Regions from separate parts of the Pan troglodytes genome. Here region 1 is linked to region 2. The links are chromatin contacts, called in public Hi-C maps. All regions are on one chromosome and are shown on one strand. Each heading gives the region's core, a stretch centred on a gene start, on an enhancer-like site or on the middle of the called end of the contact. The rest is flanking DNA. Distances are from core to core; before and after follow the strand shown.

Evidence for each region. Hi-C and Micro-C count contacts between places; a contact is called where the count stands out from the background.
Region 1: a Hi-C map of a lymphoblastoid cell line shows a contact between it and region 2, with 2.9 times the contacts expected there. The contact joins two enhancer-like sites. A contact is called at or near these places in 3 of 7 Hi-C or Micro-C datasets (blood, a lymphoblastoid cell line and stem cell-derived neural progenitor cells) and 1 of 1 datasets of contacts at active chromatin or transcription factors (stem cell-derived excitatory neurons).

Annotation. Positions count from the first base shown.
Region 1 is chr4:141,538,770-141,541,469 of NHGRI_mPanTro3-v2.0_pri, forward strand. No RefSeq gene overlaps it. Among named protein-coding and RNA genes, the nearest start is that of KCTD16, 340 kb to the right of the region's middle. Within about 2 kb of position 1,347, at least 2 of the 24 cell types and tissues checked have an H3K27ac peak or open chromatin away from gene starts, as enhancers often do. A contact at or near this core is called in a lymphoblastoid cell line, where this site is marked.
Region 2 is chr4:141,127,837-141,130,536 of NHGRI_mPanTro3-v2.0_pri, forward strand. All of the region lies in intron 1 of NR3C1 (nuclear receptor subfamily 3 group C member 1), which reads right to left. Among named protein-coding and RNA genes, the nearest start is that of NR3C1, 21 kb to the right of the region's middle. Within about 2 kb of position 1,430, at least 2 of the 24 cell types and tissues checked have an H3K27ac peak or open chromatin away from gene starts, as enhancers often do. A contact at or near this core is called in a lymphoblastoid cell line, where this site is marked.

The DNA of each region.
Region 1 (2,700 bases), core at 97-2,596, 410 kb after region 2:
AGAGAGGATGAGTGGGAAGAAGGTCAGGGCAGTGCTGGGGAAGAGAGGGCAGAGTGCTAGGTAGACTCAGGATTGGTCAGGATGGGCATCATGGAAGGTCAGGGGATTTTAGAGCAGGAACAAGGGTATGGCTGAATTGACCTGCCATGGAGTCCTGAGCAGACAAGAGAATACAGAAAGAGGGATTATACACTGAGGGTGGAGGAAAGGCTGGCTGGAATCCAAAGGCGTGTGAGAGACATGTGTCCATGAGATTGCAATCACAGAGGCGATTCAGAAAGGTCAAGGTCACAAAAGAGAAGACCTGCTCCAGGCAGGGTTGTCCGGTGGCTGCAATAGAGAAGGAGATCACGGGAATCAAGAGCAGGAAATCATTGGTCCAAGAGCTGAGGTCACTAGGGATAATAGCTAACCACTGGCCCCTTTTAATGGCATGTATAATTATAATCCCACATGTATTGGTTTACTTGCTATTGTCTATTTTTCACCATACCAAACTAAATTATAAGCCCCTCAAGGGCAAGGATGAAGTATGTTTCTGTGTGATATCCAGTGTCTGTCATAGTAAGAAATATTCATTAAATATTTGGAGAGCAAATGAATTAATGATTGAATGTTTGACTACAGCACACCACTTCTCACGAAAATGACTTTGTTTATAGCAATTGTGTAGTACCAGTGGAAAAACACTTGAGACTGGGGAGTAGTGAAAACATAGTTTTACCAAGCCGTGAAGCTCTGGATTATATACAGTTGTTTGTATGATACCTAAGTTGTTCTCTCCATTCTGAAAGTGTACGTACTTCAAGGGCAAGAGCCAAATCCTATATAATCCTTATGTAATACTTCCTTTCTATCCACAGAGCAGCCAGCAGGACTCTAGAAAAATAACAAGCAGATGTATACAGCCTGGAGGAGGAGGTTTTATAGTGAAACAGACTTCTATAGAGTTAGAGAAAACTGCCCCATCACTGATCTTCAGTAACTTGTTTCCTCATCTGTAAACTAGGAACAAAAAACAGGATGCAGCACATAGGGTTGATGTAAAGCTTAAGTGAGATAATGTGTATACTCATCTGTCAGTGCCAGGTACATAGCCCTCCATGTAAGACAGCTAAAGATAAAAATACTATTTTATCTGTTTTTTGGACTGTGTAAGCTGCAGTTGGATTTAGGGTTTGTCACTGTTTGTAGCAACGACGTTCTCATGCTCTTCTCAGTACCCTGGCCAAAAGGTTTGCTTCAGCAGCAGTGATTCCAGACCCCAATTCTGCTCTTCTCCGGAAGCAGGTATCTGGACGCTCCCACAGCAGAGGCTGATGACCTCAGGGGCTGATCTGGGCAAGCACAGCTCTATGCTGCCCTCTGGTGGATGTATTTTGGGCTGCCCCTTCCCTGCCATGGACTTGCTGCTGTGCTGACATTAAGGTGCAAAGATAAACTATATGAAGAGCACCTATGAGGAGGTTCTTTGGAGATTACAGGGTAATGAGGGAGGAACGCACTCCACCAATTGTTGTGTTTGGTTCAGCTTCTCAGTTCTACAATCCTACTTCTACCAAGGGAATGGCTATTTCTGCACCAATGAAAAACTCATTACCTCCAAGGGATTTTGGAGGTTAATCAAGGTGGTTCTGAGGCTCTGAGAGGGGCAGCGTCGAGCCTAAGATCACACAGTTAAACGACAACTTTGGCCTCTTAAGCTCTGTATTATAACCATTTGCAGACCACTTTCTTTCTGTAAGGAAAAAGTCACAGGGCTCACTGTAAAATGCAAATTATTCTGGAAGGGCATCTGCTTTGCCTCAGCTGAAAGTAATCTAAATGGCCGTAATAGACCCAGGAGCCATGTTTATGTCTTCTCTTTTCCTCATCTATTACAGCCAATAAATAAGCAGGCTCTTCGGTTTTCCATATCATGTGTCTTATTCACTGTGCTCCATCTCATCTGCTACTAACTAGCTCCATTCCCTATCTCTTTGTTTGGATGACTACAGTTGTCTCCTAAGGGCTCTCTCTGCTTTTCTCCTCCCAGCTCCTTCACGATCCTCATTCCTCCCAGCAGCCAAGATGAGCTGATACAAGTCCTGTTTAAAACTCAACACTTCACCCTGGTCTAGACATCCATATGTGATTTCAATCTCATTGTATACCCATGCCCCCTTGGCTCTCCATATTCCAGCCAACCTGAGCCCTCTTCCATCACTCCAACATGGCCAGCCTTTGCCTTTGCACTTGCTGTTCTCTCTGCATGGAATAGTCTTCTCTGCACACTTCTCATGGCTGGCCCTTCCTCTTCTTTCATCTCAGTATAGATGTCTCCTCTTAGAGAGGCCGGCAATGACCACCCTATCTAAAAGAACTCCTTCCCCCAACATTCTCCTTCCCCAATATGGCAGCTCTTGTTATGCGTTTCTATGAATTTCCTTCATAACAGTAATCACTACCCGTCATTATCTTGTTTATTTGCTTAATGCATGTTCTCCATTAGAATATAACTTCCAGGAGGGCAGACTCTTTGCCTTCCCATTGCTGGAGTCTTCTCAGTGTCTGGTACATAACAGATACTCAAAAAAGTGCTTAGTGGAGTGGAAGAGGAGTACTTTATAGCTTGTGGCATTGGCTAACTTTTCATAACCTGGCCCCATCTGCAGCTGCTCCCCTGCCATACCCAGCCACGTAGAACCATCTTGATCAGAT
Region 2 (2,700 bases), core at 180-2,679:
TTCCTCCATTATAACCTACAATCTATATTCCACATTACAGGTTTTTTTGTTTGGGTTTTAACATTTTTCAAGATAAGTTATTACATTTTATGGAGTTTAAAAAATAGTAAATGTTTTGCAAAAGAAAGAATCATGTCTCCACATTCACCCACCCTTTCAACCCTAATGACCAGAAGAAGGAAAGATTCTCAGCTATACAGCTACCAATGACTAACACTTTGAGGATTCAGTTTGGATATGTTGTTTACTTTGGTCTTCTGATGATTAGCTATTTTATGCATGGTTTCAATCAATCAGGGAATGTTTATTAATAGAAGAGACTTTCTTAATTAATATTCTCTCCATTCCTTCAACAAAAGAGAATTCCTTCAACAAAATACAATTCCTTCAACAAAATAGCAACTATTATATGTTAGGCCCCAGTATAAGGCTGCAGGGATATCAAAACAATAATCTCTTCTCTGGAGGAAATGGAGACAGATACGGTTACAAGTCATTATAGAACAATGCAGACTTACAGAAATGTGTTAGATGCATAGGGCACTTCATAAGCTTCAAGAAGTCATCTGGTGTTTAAGGTTAGGAAAATGGGTGTGGATATGGAGATGGTGGTCACGGAGGGTTTCCTAGAGGTTAGCAGGACTGACTTGAATTATGAAAGGTTTCCTTCAAGTTATTTGTTTTTTTTTTTCTCTTGAAGATAATACTTCTAATGGAAGCTTGTAGACAACATTCATTAGGTCATTTTTTGGTGCATTTATAAGAAACCCCACTGTTAAAAACAGTTTTTTGATTCACTGAAAAGTCCAGGGGAAGTTTAATTTCAGGAGGCGTGACTGGATTCAGGGGCTCAAATGAAGTCCAAAGGGCTTAAATTTTATCCCTTAGCTTCATTTTCCTGTTTTGTTTTGTTTTGTTTTTCTGGAAAGATTATCTCCACCTCTCCACCTGGTGGCCTGTGGCACCTGGATTTAACACATCCTGCCAGGTTAGTAACTTCAGTGGAAAGAGTTCTTTTCCCATAATTTTAGTAGTTGTTCCTGGGAGGGGTTTCACTGGTCTAGTTGGTTCAAATGCTTATCCCTGGACCAATAACTATGACCAAGGGATGTCAGGAATGTGTACTATGATGGGCAAAGCCTAGCTCAAGTGCCCACCACTGACACCTAAGAATGGGGTACAAATGAAAGAGAGAGAAGAGGAGGTGCTTCTCCAAATAATTGGAGATTTTAAATTTAAATAGGAGAAAAGGGATTTCTGGGCATGCAGAAAAAAAACCCAGATGTCCATGACAATAGCTTTTTGTCAAAATATTAACAGTGACATAAACATCATATTTTACATTTTAAGAGAATAGACATGACTTAAAATGTTTGTCAGCAATGGAAAGAACCCTGAAAATTAAGTATAGTTGTTACAAGTTTTATTGGTTTCACTTCCTGCCTTTAATAGAATGTGGGTTTGTACTTTGAAATTTCAAATGTTACACAAATGAATTGATGATTGCTTTGCAGAAATAGTATCTCCACTTAATTGGGCCTTTTTTGGGTGATGAAGTGATGTTTACAACTTTTAAGCTAGTTTTATCGTCTTCCACTGAAGGAGTTTGTCTCACTTGACTATGATTCCAACAATATGATGGGTATAGGCGGCTGCAGTGAGCCTCTGTCTGCTTATTTTGCTCCTTCTGTCTTGACAAGCTGAATGTCACGCAAATGTCTCAAGCCTCTGCACTGGGCAGGCAGGAAGCCAGAACCAGTAATAGAAGCAGTAGGCACTCTGTGAATACTTGCTGATTAATTTTAGCTCCATAGGCCTGATGGGTTTTCCATCCCTATAATTACCATCAGCAAATAGTTATTGAATGATGTCCAGCATATTTTTATTTCCCTTTTCTTGATCCTGATTTTCATTTTCTATTTTACCTCTCTGTGATTTTATCACATGTGTTTCTATTCATCAGACTAACAGAGCCTCCTGTGATTAGTTTATAATTACTCAGTTTTATTTCTACCTATGAGATATCTTTATCTGTCTGTCTAAATTTGTCTTTGTTATGACCCAGTTCAAGTTCTTTCTGGAATTAGGGAAAGGATGAAGTGTGAAAAAAAAGGAATTAAATAGTTCGGTTATTGAATGGCTATTTTGTGCTTGATGCTATATTAGTACATTTCCACATTTGCTTTACAAGTTAGTCTTTCTTATTAGAAGTAATGCTTAACAAGCCTACAAGTACTGACTGGGCTCACTTTATAGAGAAAATGGAGAGCAGTGAAGGGTGAGGAGGTTATGAGTTATGGATATGACAAATGGGGAAAGATCTTACAGAAGAGAGATTGGGGCCATCCAAGAAAAATCATTATCTTTGTGTAGACGGCATTAGAAGGATGAAAAATAACTTTAGATATTACTTATGCCTTTAAGAAAAAAACTTTAAAAGATGCTAGAAAATAACACATACTTATTGTAAAAGTCCAAACATACAGAAGGTAGAAATGTATAAAGGTAAAAACTTCCTCACACAATCCCATTTTGCAGATGTAACTATTTTTTTCTTTTTATATTTTGATGGCAACAAATTTGTAACTATTTTTGAGTTTTTATGTATATTCCAGATCCCCCACCCCATTATTCCCCTCTTTAAAAACTTTTATTATGTGAAATAGAAAGTAGAATTGTGACTATCAGAGGCTGGGAAGG